Linked DNA regions of Zea mays: region 2 is linked to region 1. The links are chromatin contacts, called in public Hi-C maps. All regions are on one chromosome and are shown on one strand. The core of a region is the stretch at or near the end of the contact, and the rest is flanking DNA. Distances in the headings are between cores, read along the strand shown.

Region 1 (6,739 bases), core at 1,144-3,643:
CCTAACTTCATACTTGTGTTGCTCTTATTTTACATATAACATTGTTGCTAAGTTCAATTACAAACTTACATTTATTAGCAACATATCGCCAGTATTGAACTTGAACTTACTCTAATCTAACCACTCTTGTTCTAATGCTTAAAGTTATAACTCTCGGATCAAGTTTTGTTGTTTGAGCTAAAATTTTAGGTTTCTCCTGTTCACCCTCTCTAGGCGACTTTCAAACACCCTAACACTTAAAATTTTAGGTTTCTCCTATTACACACTTACATTTTAGATTTGTTGTTTCTCTGGTCTTTCAAGGAGAACATGTTCTCTATTATGTAGGAGAGTAGGCTTAATAGGTTAAGTTTGTGGGGGCCGACGAACTTAATAGGTTAAGTTCATGGGGGCGATAGTGTTAACGGTACTGTCACACCTGGATTTAAGGGCAAACCCTGGCGCGTCTCAAATGTGTGCTAGGATCATATCTCATACATACGATGACTCATGGTACAGAAATTAATGTCACATCTTTATTACATATAGGGGTTCTGTACAAAATAACTAAATAAATACATCATATGATGGCAACAATCCTCTGCAACCATAGTTGACTGGGAGACGACGGTCTAGACCTTTTCGAACTCATCGTAGCATCAATTATGCTCCTCATCTTGGCGGTACCTATTCTTGACCTCGTGTGAGTATAGCAAGGGTGAGCTCACATGCGTTCATTGCTCAGCAAATGTGGGAAAAAGTGTAGTGTAAGGCTTACCAAGGAAAATGGTTAAGGCTGAGCATTGCTTTTAGTGTTGGTCAAAAATCTATTAGCAATTATTAAGTATAAGTCAATACCAACCCAATTAAATAATTGATCTCAATGATGAATAAATCTCACAATGCAATGCAAATGAAAGGTTAAGTTTAATTCCATAACTTACTCATGTGAGGGTCTGGGCCGCTCTTGACCGTGAGCATGACTGATATACCAGTTTTACATCCTGCAAAAGGTTGTGCATCTTTACCCACAAGTCGTGTTACCCATTTGCCAAGCAATCTCGACTCCCATTCATCTCTACCGAGGAGACGAGGCAGAGTAGCACTACAAAGCCTTTCCAAAATTCCACTAGTTTTAGAAAACCCATTGCGGTTTCAGGCAAAAGGAAGCACATGAATCCCTCGTCCGAACAGCTATCACAAACAGTTCGACTCGAGAGCCTCCCCATACTCTGTAGCGATTCACTCCCGGCTTCCCCCTTTCGGGTAAGGTAATCTTTCCCTAGCTTTCTAAATTAATTGGCCAACCTTATGGTAGCACTGTTTTCTCGGGTGGTCGCTCCATGTTCCAATTAACAAAATGATCTTATCATGAACAATAATTAAACCAACAATAATAATAGAGCATGATCATAATTTAAATGTAATATTAGTCCCAAAACCAGGTAGAGCAATAGCAAGACTACCCAATAGTTCATTTGTTTGCAAGGTGTAGGATAAACAAACTACGCAACCTATTAGGTTCCATCAGCTTAACCTAACTATGCCAAGGTGAATAACAGAACATTATTAGGTCAAAGAAAGTGACCAAGGACACAACTTACCTTTTACTTATGATAACATGTTGTCCATATGTCTCCCCAAAACTTGGCCTTCAATTCCCGTTACCTCGTTTCTACACGTAGCAATACATATAGATAGACAAAGAATAGGTAAAAATAACATTACACCAAAGATGAAAACGAACCACACAATAATATTCTATGCGCCGCTACGAGATCGTATGCTCGAGATTCACTAAAATCGGAGTTACGATTAATAAGATATGGTTTTTTTGAAGATTTAGGTGATTAAACATTAAAACTTATGTTTATAAGTTGATTAATATACATCGTGTGAGAAAGATATTCAAAATACAAACTCATCTTTAATCTAAATTATAACTTGATTAGAGATAATATTTTAGTCAAATTATAATTATTCTCAGATTAACTTTAGAAAGGTTAATCTACTAAACATAGATTAAACAAATATCTAATTATAAAAGTGTGACATGATACAACTAATGTTGTTACTATATAGCCAATTTTATTACGAAGCTAACGCGACTTCAATGGACTAAAATGAACTTAAAATGAATAAGATATGGTTTATCTAGATTTCTATTCTTTTTATATTGACTTTAAACTCTAAATCAGTCTACATGGGTCTATTTGGAGAGTCCAGTGAGTGGTTTGCAATTTTAAAAGTTAACCCGAGGGCTTTGCTATGAAAAACAGGATGGCGGGTTAATTTCGAAGTACTTCAGGGACTCTTTAGCTAAATTGCCTCGGCTCACAACAAGTGTTACTTCCTTACCATTGGATCTAGATCCGATGGCTGAAAACAAACCATCGAACCGGTACGCGATATGGGCCCTAGGATCTTAGATCCATGGCCTAGAATAGATCGTGAAGCGGTATCTTCAACAGCCACAGGATCCAAGTTCTATACCTCTGATTTAATTTATCCTATTTTGATATCACCCACTTGATCACGATTCGAGAGTTCGGATTGATTACGCCAAAGTGATACGTGTTGTCTAATCGAAATTGCTCGTTGTTGGATCAACGGGCCAGAACCCATCGCCCACCCCCAACCGACTTTGGGCAGCGCCGCCAAGCCCCCGTGGTGGAGGCCATCATCGGCGAGTGCGAAACTTTGCCTAGGCTTGCAACCCTTGAACCTGACGTGATCTACGTGATGGCGAACACTTAGCAAGAAATCTCACCATTGTCGGCGTTGTGGTGAGGCCGACCCGCAGTGTGGAGCGGATCCACGACACCCATGGTACGACGGCGAGAAATTCATCGACACCCACTCAATCACGCGCCCGTAATCATTCGCACGCCCCTTCGTTGGATCTTGGTGAAGTTCCTTGTGTAACCGTCGCGGCCCGCACGGCGGTGAAGATTACCAGCGACAGCTCCCCCTTTATCTTCTCTCTATCTCACGATGAGGCGTATACTTTGGCCAACCTAAGGATTAACAACGCGGCGCCCTCGAATTTATAGGCAGGGACGACCCAGGAGGTGCTCAGCTGGCCGGATCGAGCGAACCTAACGCGCTTCTACCAATGGAATTCTGTTATTCCGCTCGCCACTGCATCGTCTGCATGACGTCAACGAACGGCAGACCTGCTGGGCCCACACACCAGTGGCTGGAGCAGAACACGGTGTGGCTAATGAGGAATTGGGGAGCGATCCCCACCTGACGGCTCGCGCTCGCGCTTGGGCTGGCGAAAAGGAGAAACGAGCCAGGGTGGGTGAATTCAGCCCAAGTAAGCTATTTCCCTTTTCTATTTTTGTTTCTGTTTTCTTTTTCAAACTTCTAGTTGAATTCAAATGCAAATCTAAGTTTGGGGTTTCATAAAATGCACAATCCAAAACCCAACATGAATACATAAATTTATTTTAATTAATTAATTTATTTATTTATACAAAAAATGGTATCAATTATGCAACCCACACATTATATCTTTTAGGAAAATATTATATTTGAATATGGGATCAAATCAAAAGTTACTCAAAACGATTATTAATATATAATATTTTACATTAGTTATGTTAAATCAAATATTTTTAAGGAGTGCTTTAATTATATAGTTTATAGAGAAAATAAAAATAGATTAGAAATCTTTCTTTTATTTATTGTTCCAACCTTTAGTTTAAAGATTTGGATTTAAGTTTTGGATATCAAACTCTTATTTTTGTTATTCAACTACTTTAGAGATATAAAGGAAATAATTTATTATTAGAAGTCATTTTTTCTCAAATCTTTTGGAGAAACTTTTAAAAATCCCAAAATAAGATTTTAGGTGTTACAGGCACCCACGAACTTAAGTCAAATTAAAGTCGTCGTCACCCACATTCTTAGTATCACCCACAAACATTTACCAATTTCCTGGTGTGAACAATGAGTTGTATCTCATGAGATTGCTCAACCACAAAGCGATTATCAACTATGTTGTAGTCATGACAGTACTCAATGACATACACTCATGCCCAATATCTAAGGCACCATACTTATGTTTGATATTCTTTATGAGATATTTTCACTCTTTATGCTTATGTATACATCACAGTGCTTGTCAGACAACATATTCAAGATGCAACCTACTGTTATCACATTATCCTTGTTGAACTCTACGTATTTTTAAACATTTGGAGGGCCTTCACAAGGCTTGACAACCAAGGCTTGTCCATAATAGTGAGCCACAAATCAAGTTTTTTGAACCATCTCTTAAAGTTTGATCCACCAAACTTCTCAGGTTTCATCACATCAACAAAGCTATTACCCATCTTAAAATGCTTATCTGTTTTTTGATTGTTAGATAATTGTGCACTTTTAATATTAAATTAATTCCTAAAGCAATTACTAGATGAATAATGGATAAACCTCATGTAGTAAATAATATCGTGTCCATATAACATATTAAATCTATCTTGAATGCATCTAATAGAAATATGAGAGAGAAACTCATCATTACTTACAGCAAGGATCACTCTAGTTTGGTCAAAGATGAGTTCGTGGTGTCGTTGAAGTCAATAGATATCAGATCGACTAAACGAGCAATCCAGTGATCACTGCCCAAAAACCTAATTCACCTCAACCCCCGTAGGTTCTTCACTAGAGCAAGGTTTTAGGGACATTGTTCTTCCCACCATCGTCGTCATGCCATCGCTAGAGATGGAGGAGCCTGAGATCACACAACAGAGACGATTCTCTTGCCTAAAACTCTAACCTGTAATAGATTGGTTATTTCTCTTGTCTTTCAAGAAGAATGCCCTCTCTATTATATAGGATATTAGGCTTAAGATAACCACATGTAAAAAAGAATAAAAAGTTACGATCTCCATAATCTGATCAATTTATTTTCAAACTTATGACGCAAGGCAAAGTTAGAATTGTAAAAAAACGCAAAAGATAGAAACAAATTTGGCATCCACCATCGCAAGTCATAACTCACGCGAATAATCACACAAAATATGTGTATACATGTCGACGAGTGGTTTTAGCTTTCTCCTCTCGTACTTCCTTTCAAAGAATAATGAGGGAGCTATTTAAATTGACTTTATTTTTCTTCTATTTTTTATGTGGGACTAATGGCTCGTTTGGTAGAGCTCCGTTTCTTGATTTTCTAGCTCCGAGAGCTGATTCTTTAATAAAGTGATTTCAAATGATTTTCTAGTAGAAGTGAATCTATCTGACGAAAATTGTTTGATAAATAGTGTCTGAAGTGATTCTTGAGGGATTGGAGAGTGGGGAGCAGGTTGAGAGTGGCGGGAAGCAGATTTTTTTGCTCCCACTTTCTTGTACAAAATGGTGACTAGATTCACTTCACTCTTACTATGGAGCAATTTACTTTTTTGTCATCCAGCTGCGTTAGAGTGATTCTCACTAGAAGTGCAGCTATGTGAGCTCTGCCAAACAGCCACTAAACCTTATCGCCTTCGTCCCCACCATGGACCCTTAAATTTTATTCTAAATTTATTGCAATATTTATGACATTTACACATAAACTCCAACATGCCCAATCCGCCATTCTTGTTGCTAATTCCACCACCAACACACCCAATTGGCTAGGTAACATCCTCACTAATATATATACACAGAGAGAGGGGAGAGTCGTTTAGTAGTATATACTATGTATCTGTTGGTCACTTGTTCTCAAATACTATAAATCAATAACAAGGTAACACAATTGTTAATGATTAAAGATCTTCGTCCTTCGAAGCATTATTTCCTCTCGAATATAATAATCTTTCAGACGAAAGTCATGAAGGATATACCTTCATCATTTCAGCATGTTAACTTGAATGTAAATAAGAAAGCGAAGGAATATAAAAGAATAAAGAATAAGGATAATGATAATTATGTATTCAGGATTCATTTATACCTATATTCTATAAACATGAATAAACATCAATAATATTCATATTACATTGGTACCTTCGACTTGCCAAAAGGTGAGAGAATGAGGATGACGCGAGAGTGATTACAATCCAGCGTGAACAGTACTAGGGTACTGTTCATCTATTTATAGTCACGGAACGTAGCCCGGGTAAAATTACATCCATGCCCTTGAACACTTGTTTACAAGTAACTAAAACCAATAAGGCCTATCTAGTTCTTTTTCCTTCCTTGCTTGGTCTGGGCTCAGGCCATTGAGCTTCGACATCTTGCACTGTCGGCTCTATACATAGTCTTCGTCTTGAGGAGCTAAATCGAGGCTGAAGGTGGCTTCGGCGATCCTTTGTATCATTTTGCTAGGTGTTTTTTACTTAAGGACCTTCGGTGGAGAAGAAGACTCCCAACAGTAGCCCCTTCGCAGTGCTAGATCATTTTTTGTAACAAGCTCAATCCGCAAAAAAAACACGAAGGCTTCGGAATGCCGAAGGTTCGAAAAACACATTCCCTCAGCTTGTTGTCGAAAAACAATTAAAATATTCCGAACGCCGAACGGTCCACCGCTATGCCAGTGTAGGTGGTGTGGCGGTTCGCCTTCTTCCCCTACAACACTATATAAATAGACAGGTTGGTGAGGAGTTACCACATCATTCATTGACATTGCACTGTTGCGCTGTTAAAATTTTTTAACCAAAGCCGAAGCTTTTCCGGATTGTTCCCTGCAGATATGTGCTTCGTCATTCAGAATCAACTTCGGCTTAAGGAACCGCGAAACTTAAGATGGCTCGAGTTAGATCCACCGCTAGCGTGT
Region 2 (5,917 bases), core at 961-3,460, 200 kb before region 1:
CAGTTGATCATTTGACACCTGAACATAAAGTATTGCTTCAATTCAATGACAATTAGATTTTCTAAGAGTGGTAGCATAACTAGCCTTCATAAATAAATCTGTTAATATCAGTTTTGCTTCACTAGAATGCAAAGCATGCAAATTGACTTTACATGCTAAATATCCAAAAGTATATAAGCCTATGCTGACCTGTGAATCTTCTATTGCCCATGTTAGTGCATACAAAACATTAGTACCATAAGAAACTTTACTAAAGAAAAAAACATCAGTCCAATTTCGAATTTGATCATCCAAAATAAGGGTGTCAAAACTCAAAAGTAAGCATTAAAGTTTTCTCTCATGCCCTTCTGAAGTTTCTCGCATTGTTTTCAGGTCGGGCGACCAGCTGGTCGTTCCAGAGGACCGACCAGGCGCCTAATCGCGATTAGGGTGACGATTAGGACGCTTAATCGGTCCTGGTCGACCTCTGGTCGTCCCCTAATCGTCCTATATATTTCTGGGCATATGTATATATAATATGATATATGTATATATAAGCAATACTGCAATAGGTATTATATAAGTATGAAATTGAAACTGAGTAACAGACTGAAAGGCAATATAGGCATATAGCACTATAGCAGAACTGAAACTGAAATATTGAATACAAGGCTACAAGCAGTAATGCAGTACCTACTACCTAGAGCATATCATCATCCAAGCAAAAAGCAGCAGCAGCTTCTCCAACAGATTCAGATTCATCAGAATTCAGACAATAGGAAAGATAGGAAAGGGGGAGAAGGGGGGGAACCTTGAGATGAGGAGCTCATCTCGTCGCTAGTGTTTTGGAGACACCGCCGGTGTTCTGGAGCTGCTGCTGGTGTTCTAGAGCCGCAGCCTGTGTTCTGGACTTGGCAGAGGAGAGGAAAAGTTTCAAGGGATGACAAGGGGTGGTGGCGCATTGCCTTTATACTACTGTAGATGGGCCTAAAAATAGAAGCCCAGTGGCCCACTAGAAAACCCTAGCAGCTTGGACAAATCCTGGTCGATTTACCATCTAGTCGGATGACTAATCACCCCTAATCGACGACTAGTCGGACGACCTGGACGACTTGATACTCTAGTCGAGTCGTCCGGTTGATCGGCCACTACCAGGCGACCTGCCCGACTAATCGCGATTAGTCGGATGACTTGAAAACAGTGGTTCGCGAAAGGGCGTCTAGCGTAATGGTTAAGGCTTCCGATTAGCACCTCCAGGTCCCGAGTTCGATCCCCCTCGAGGGCGAAGTTCGGACTTGTTTTAAAAAATCCTCTCGTTGTGCCCCGCCCGCTCCCGGGTTACGTCATATGTGTCACCCTCCGGCCGGGCCGTTGTAGAGTGAGAGGTGATGGCCCGCTAGTGATGGTGGTCAGGGTTCAGAGATTTTGAGATTTTCTCGTCCGGGGCCATATTTCTGTCTCTTTTTAATATAATACCGGGAGGGCGGTCCTTCCCTCCCCGGCCAAGTTTTTTTTCTGGAGTTTCTCAAGCTAATAGTTTTAATCTCTCTCCCTAGATAGAATATTTCACTTTACCCTCACAACAGTATCTGGAGTTGGCCTATCCTTAGTCACGTGATGGCATGAATGTTTAAGATTGGTCTACCCTTGTCGCCAACAACTAGTGTTATACTGGCAGTAATTTCAGGAGCAATTTGCTCTCTGTAGCTAAATTCTTTTGTTAAAGGACACCAACAATCTGGCCTGCAGTTGGTACTAGTTTAACGAAGATCAATTGGTATGTTACTATGTTGCATTGCATATATGGATAGAACGCAATGCCTAGAATCTGTTTCGGTCTTATTATTATTTGCTTCTCTATCAACAACCAGGAAAATGAGATTAAATTGAGTACCAACGTGAGCACAAACAAGGCAATTTCGTGCATTCAGCAACTGCATTACACAAAAAAACCGATGCCTAGCTAACCAATGCGTGCAGTGAAACCTCAACAAGCAGCAAGCTACCAGTAACCAAAATGAAGGAAGGATCGCGAAACGGGCCTGGTGGGGCGGGTCCGGGCGTAGTAGGTCGACCCGAACGACCTGGTGCAGGGAGGAGACGAGGAGGAGCGCAGCGAAGGCGAGGAACAGGCAAGCGCAGCGCGAGATCGGTGACCGTAGGAGCCGCCGGTGGCGGGGGTAGAGGAGCTTCGGCGCCCCGCGAGGTTTCGCCATGGCCGCGAGCGAGAGGGGACGCAACTGCAAGATGGGAACGGTCCGGCCCAGTGGCAAACCGTAGCCTTTGTTACTTCTTTTTGTCGGCCACCGGGCCGGGCTTAGTTTTCCTTACGTTATCCCATTTCTTTACATGGGCTTCGCTCCCAAATTGACTGTATAAATAGTATAGTCTATAATGTAAAACACTATTTTCGCTGACTATATAGATTATATAGATTAACTGTTAGACACGATGTTATAGGACAGCTTATGGCTCCTTTAACACGGCTTTAGCTTCCTAAAAATAGCTTCGATTTAACACGGCTTTAGCTTCCTAAAAATAGCTTTGACTTTGATTTTTCCGTGTAAGCAGCTTTTCTATGAAGCTAAAGCTATATCAAAAACCATTTGGCAATATGGCTTCTATGCTATTTTACAAAATAAATCTTATCTGAATTTTTATATATTCAGTATCATTAATTCAATCTTAAATATAATATATTTTGCATGTATAAAAAAGGTGATTCCCAATAATTATTTTGAACCTCATTGAAAATTGAAAATTTAATATTATAAACTAACGTCCACATATATAAAAATTTGTAAACTATCCATACAAAACTCATGATTGCCGGGCCACCTTGACGGGGAGGTCCCGTCAATGCAGGTACGGCGACGGCTGGGGCAGCGGCTACGGCGAAAACAGAACAATGCGATTATGATTTTATTCGTATGATGGGAGCAGATTTGCAAAAGAGAAGACAAAGCTGTGTGAGCCAATTTTTTTAGCTTCACCAGTCCAATATAAGAGCTAGTTTGAGAGCTCCATTTTTTCGAGGAATTCTATTTTCTCGTGGAAAAATGAACTAATTTCTCTTGAGAAAATAGAGTTTTCAAACTAAACCTAAAATGAAAAAGTGTTTTTACTGAAAGTCATCTATTATAATATTGTTTGGTACAGCTCATAAAAAATGTGAAGCCACAGTAGAAGCCCCTAGCGAGAAACCCTGCCAAAGGGTTTCTGGTGGGCTTAAGCTGGGACCTGATCGTGGAGAAACTGTGGTCGGGAGCTTTTAAAAATATTAAGAGAAAAACATAGAATTTGTTGTTTTCAACCTGCTCCCCACTCTTCAACCTCTCAAGAACCACTTCACGGATTATTTGTCAAATAATTTTTGTAGATATATTCAATTCTGCTAAAGAGTAATTCGAAATACTCTATTCAAGAATCAGCTCTCCGAGCTAGAGAATCATAGAGTGGAGCTATGCCAAATGAGACCTAAGAGTGTTTAGATATTGCTACTAAATTTTAGTCCATGTCATATTGAATGTTTGAATGCTAATTATAGTCTCATTTTATATATTTGAGGTCTCTTGTCCATTTGTTCATCTTATGAAACCCATTGAAGTTGAAGGAAGAGGCTTTGCTTAATGAAGTGTTTTAGATTTTATAATCATAGATATTAGAGACCTCATTAGTGCATGGATAGAACAAGTGTGCATCAATCATTCTCAATGGGCTTGTTTATGTCAAGTAAGAGTTTGTGTTTATTACACTTTGTGCTCGACATCATCTGGATACCTTGGTGGCAATCGATAGTTTAGTGATCACTCAATGGAATTATGGGTGGCCCAACTCATGTTGTAAACGATTGCGCGTGATTCACCATGCCAAAGTGTTGAGAATCAAACTATAGAGAGCACTTGATTCTTGTACGAATCAAGGGGCGGTAAAACCCTTGTGTGGGTTCTCTAACAAGGACTAGTGAGGAAGTACCGACTATTTGATACCTCGGGAAATTATCATTATGTTCCTAATCCTTCTTTACTCTGAACATTTAATTTGAGCAATTAAGTTCTTGTTTTACATTACTAGAATTGTAACACTATAATAATGTTTGAACTTTGTGTGCAAAAACTTTATGCTAAGAGTAGATATATAGTTCCTTAAGCACAATGGGTGAAGTTGGTTTCATTAGAATTTGTTTGTTGTGAGAAATTTTAGATTAGCCCATTCATCCTCTCTTAGATATCTTGATCCTTTAAAACACAAAACCAAGGAAGTAATTAGATCAGTTTAAAAGAAGGAAGCATATTACTCCATACATATTATTCTCAATAGTCTCTCACATGTTACAAATCTCAAATTAAAGTTCTAGGAGAGAGTACCACATGTCCCAACCACTCCTTTTACATACTAAGAGGAACTGTATAACCTGCAAAAACCATGAAAATAAAATCAATCATGATTGAAGTCATCTACATCATACAACAATATGCATAAAACATGGACACAATTGTGTGTATACATATATGTGGTGTGTTCACTTACTCCCGCACTTGTAGCCAGGTTGAAACGGCCTCTTACAATAGTTGGCGACGTACACAACCTTCTCCATGCACCATACCTTCTCTACTTCCTTGTTAACATATTTGCATAGGCATGGAACATCTGCCCTCTTCCACACAGCACAACATGCTGCCGACGGTGGCAACTTTGGGTTCGCTGGGAATAGCTCAAACTGCTTGCACTCTCGTTTCATGTCTTCCGCGTCTTGTACACAACCAGCAGCCGATGTTGTCCCTAGAATAGCAAGGGCAAGGAGCAAACCCAAGAGTAGTTTTGCCATGGGTATAACTTCAACTGTTGACGAAATTTTTTTGGCGAAGTGAGATGTATGGTCTATGTGTGACACTGAGATCTTTAAGTGGGGATGGGTAGGCTTATATGTAGGTTTAGACTACGTATAATTAATATTTAACTATTATATAATATATTTAGATAGATAATGCATTGCATGTGTGCTAGAGATATTATTCTTAGTCCCTTATACATCTAAAAGATATCAAATTATATATAGTAGGTGATGCATATAATATTTAACTTTATTATATATATTCTATTAGATAGATAAAAATATGTTGCATGTCTAGTAGATATTACTCCTCATGCATGTATGAGATATTGAATTCTATCCACTAGATACTACTTAAGTATTTAACTATATTATAATTTTTCTATTAGATAGATAGTATGCTGCGAAGATATTATGTTGGGTATTCAAGCATATAGGAGACAAAAAAATTCTCTCCATTGGGTCCTACATCTTGTATTCAATCATATTGTATAAATTTCTGCTGCTCTGTGAAAGTATAAAATTTGTCTAGTTTTGATTTCGATGTAAAAGTTATTATTGTTTTTTAAAAACATCTAAATAGTATAATGGTGCAAGATGCAATTTTTTAAGTGGTCCCAAGGTTGGTGGACTGGTATGTTTCTAGGCCACAATTTATCCCATAACTCAACCCAGTAGGCCTACTAAGGACCCGTCTAGGCAAGGTAAGGACCGACCAACAGTGATTGTTGACCAGACCCACCTGAGAGATGGTAAAAGTCTAGTCATTCAGAGGTTGCCATGTGTCACCTTATGATGTTTTCCCTTTTTCTTTTTTTTTCAAAAAATAATTTAATCCTTGGAGTTTGATAATAAACTTATATGATCTCAAAAAATATGAAACTAGTGTCCAAATATTTTGTCACATAAGCTATGTGCCATGGTTTTGTGTTTGAGTGAATTTGGAACTTTTTCAATCTATTTGGTTCTTTGTGCACAAGAAATTGCTTATGAAAATTTGATGATTCCTACAAAATCCCTAGAGGAGTCTGAACCTAACGGGGAGGATCAAGACTACACTAAGGAACTGGGCCATTATACAAAGGTGCCACATCCCACCCAACC

The links. Hi-C and Micro-C count contacts between places; a contact is called where the count stands out from the background.
Region 2: a Hi-C map of leaf shows a contact between it and region 1, with 5 times the contacts expected there. The contact joins the promoter of LOC100273815 here to the enhancer-like site in region 1. A contact is called at or near these places in 2 of 25 Hi-C or Micro-C datasets (endosperm and leaf).

Annotation. Positions count from the first base shown.
Region 1 is chr3:140,047,420-140,054,158 of Zm-B73-REFERENCE-NAM-5.0, reverse strand. No RefSeq gene overlaps it. Among protein-coding and RNA genes, the nearest start is that of LOC542605, 8.1 kb to the left of the region's middle. Within about 2 kb of position 2,393, at least 19 of the 20 cell types and tissues checked have an H3K27ac peak or open chromatin away from gene starts, as enhancers often do. A contact at or near this core is called in endosperm and leaf, where this site is marked.
Region 2 is chr3:140,245,115-140,251,031 of Zm-B73-REFERENCE-NAM-5.0, reverse strand. It overlaps LOC100273815 (O-fucosyltransferase family protein), which reads right to left and starts at 2,210. Exons shown (of 11, transcript NM_001360458.1): 1 at 2,022-2,210. It overlaps LOC100286270, which reads right to left and starts at 4,893. Exons shown (of 2, transcript NM_001159157.2): 1 at 4,510-4,893; 2 at 4,219-4,393. The coding sequence starts at 4,807. The coding sequence ends at 4,368.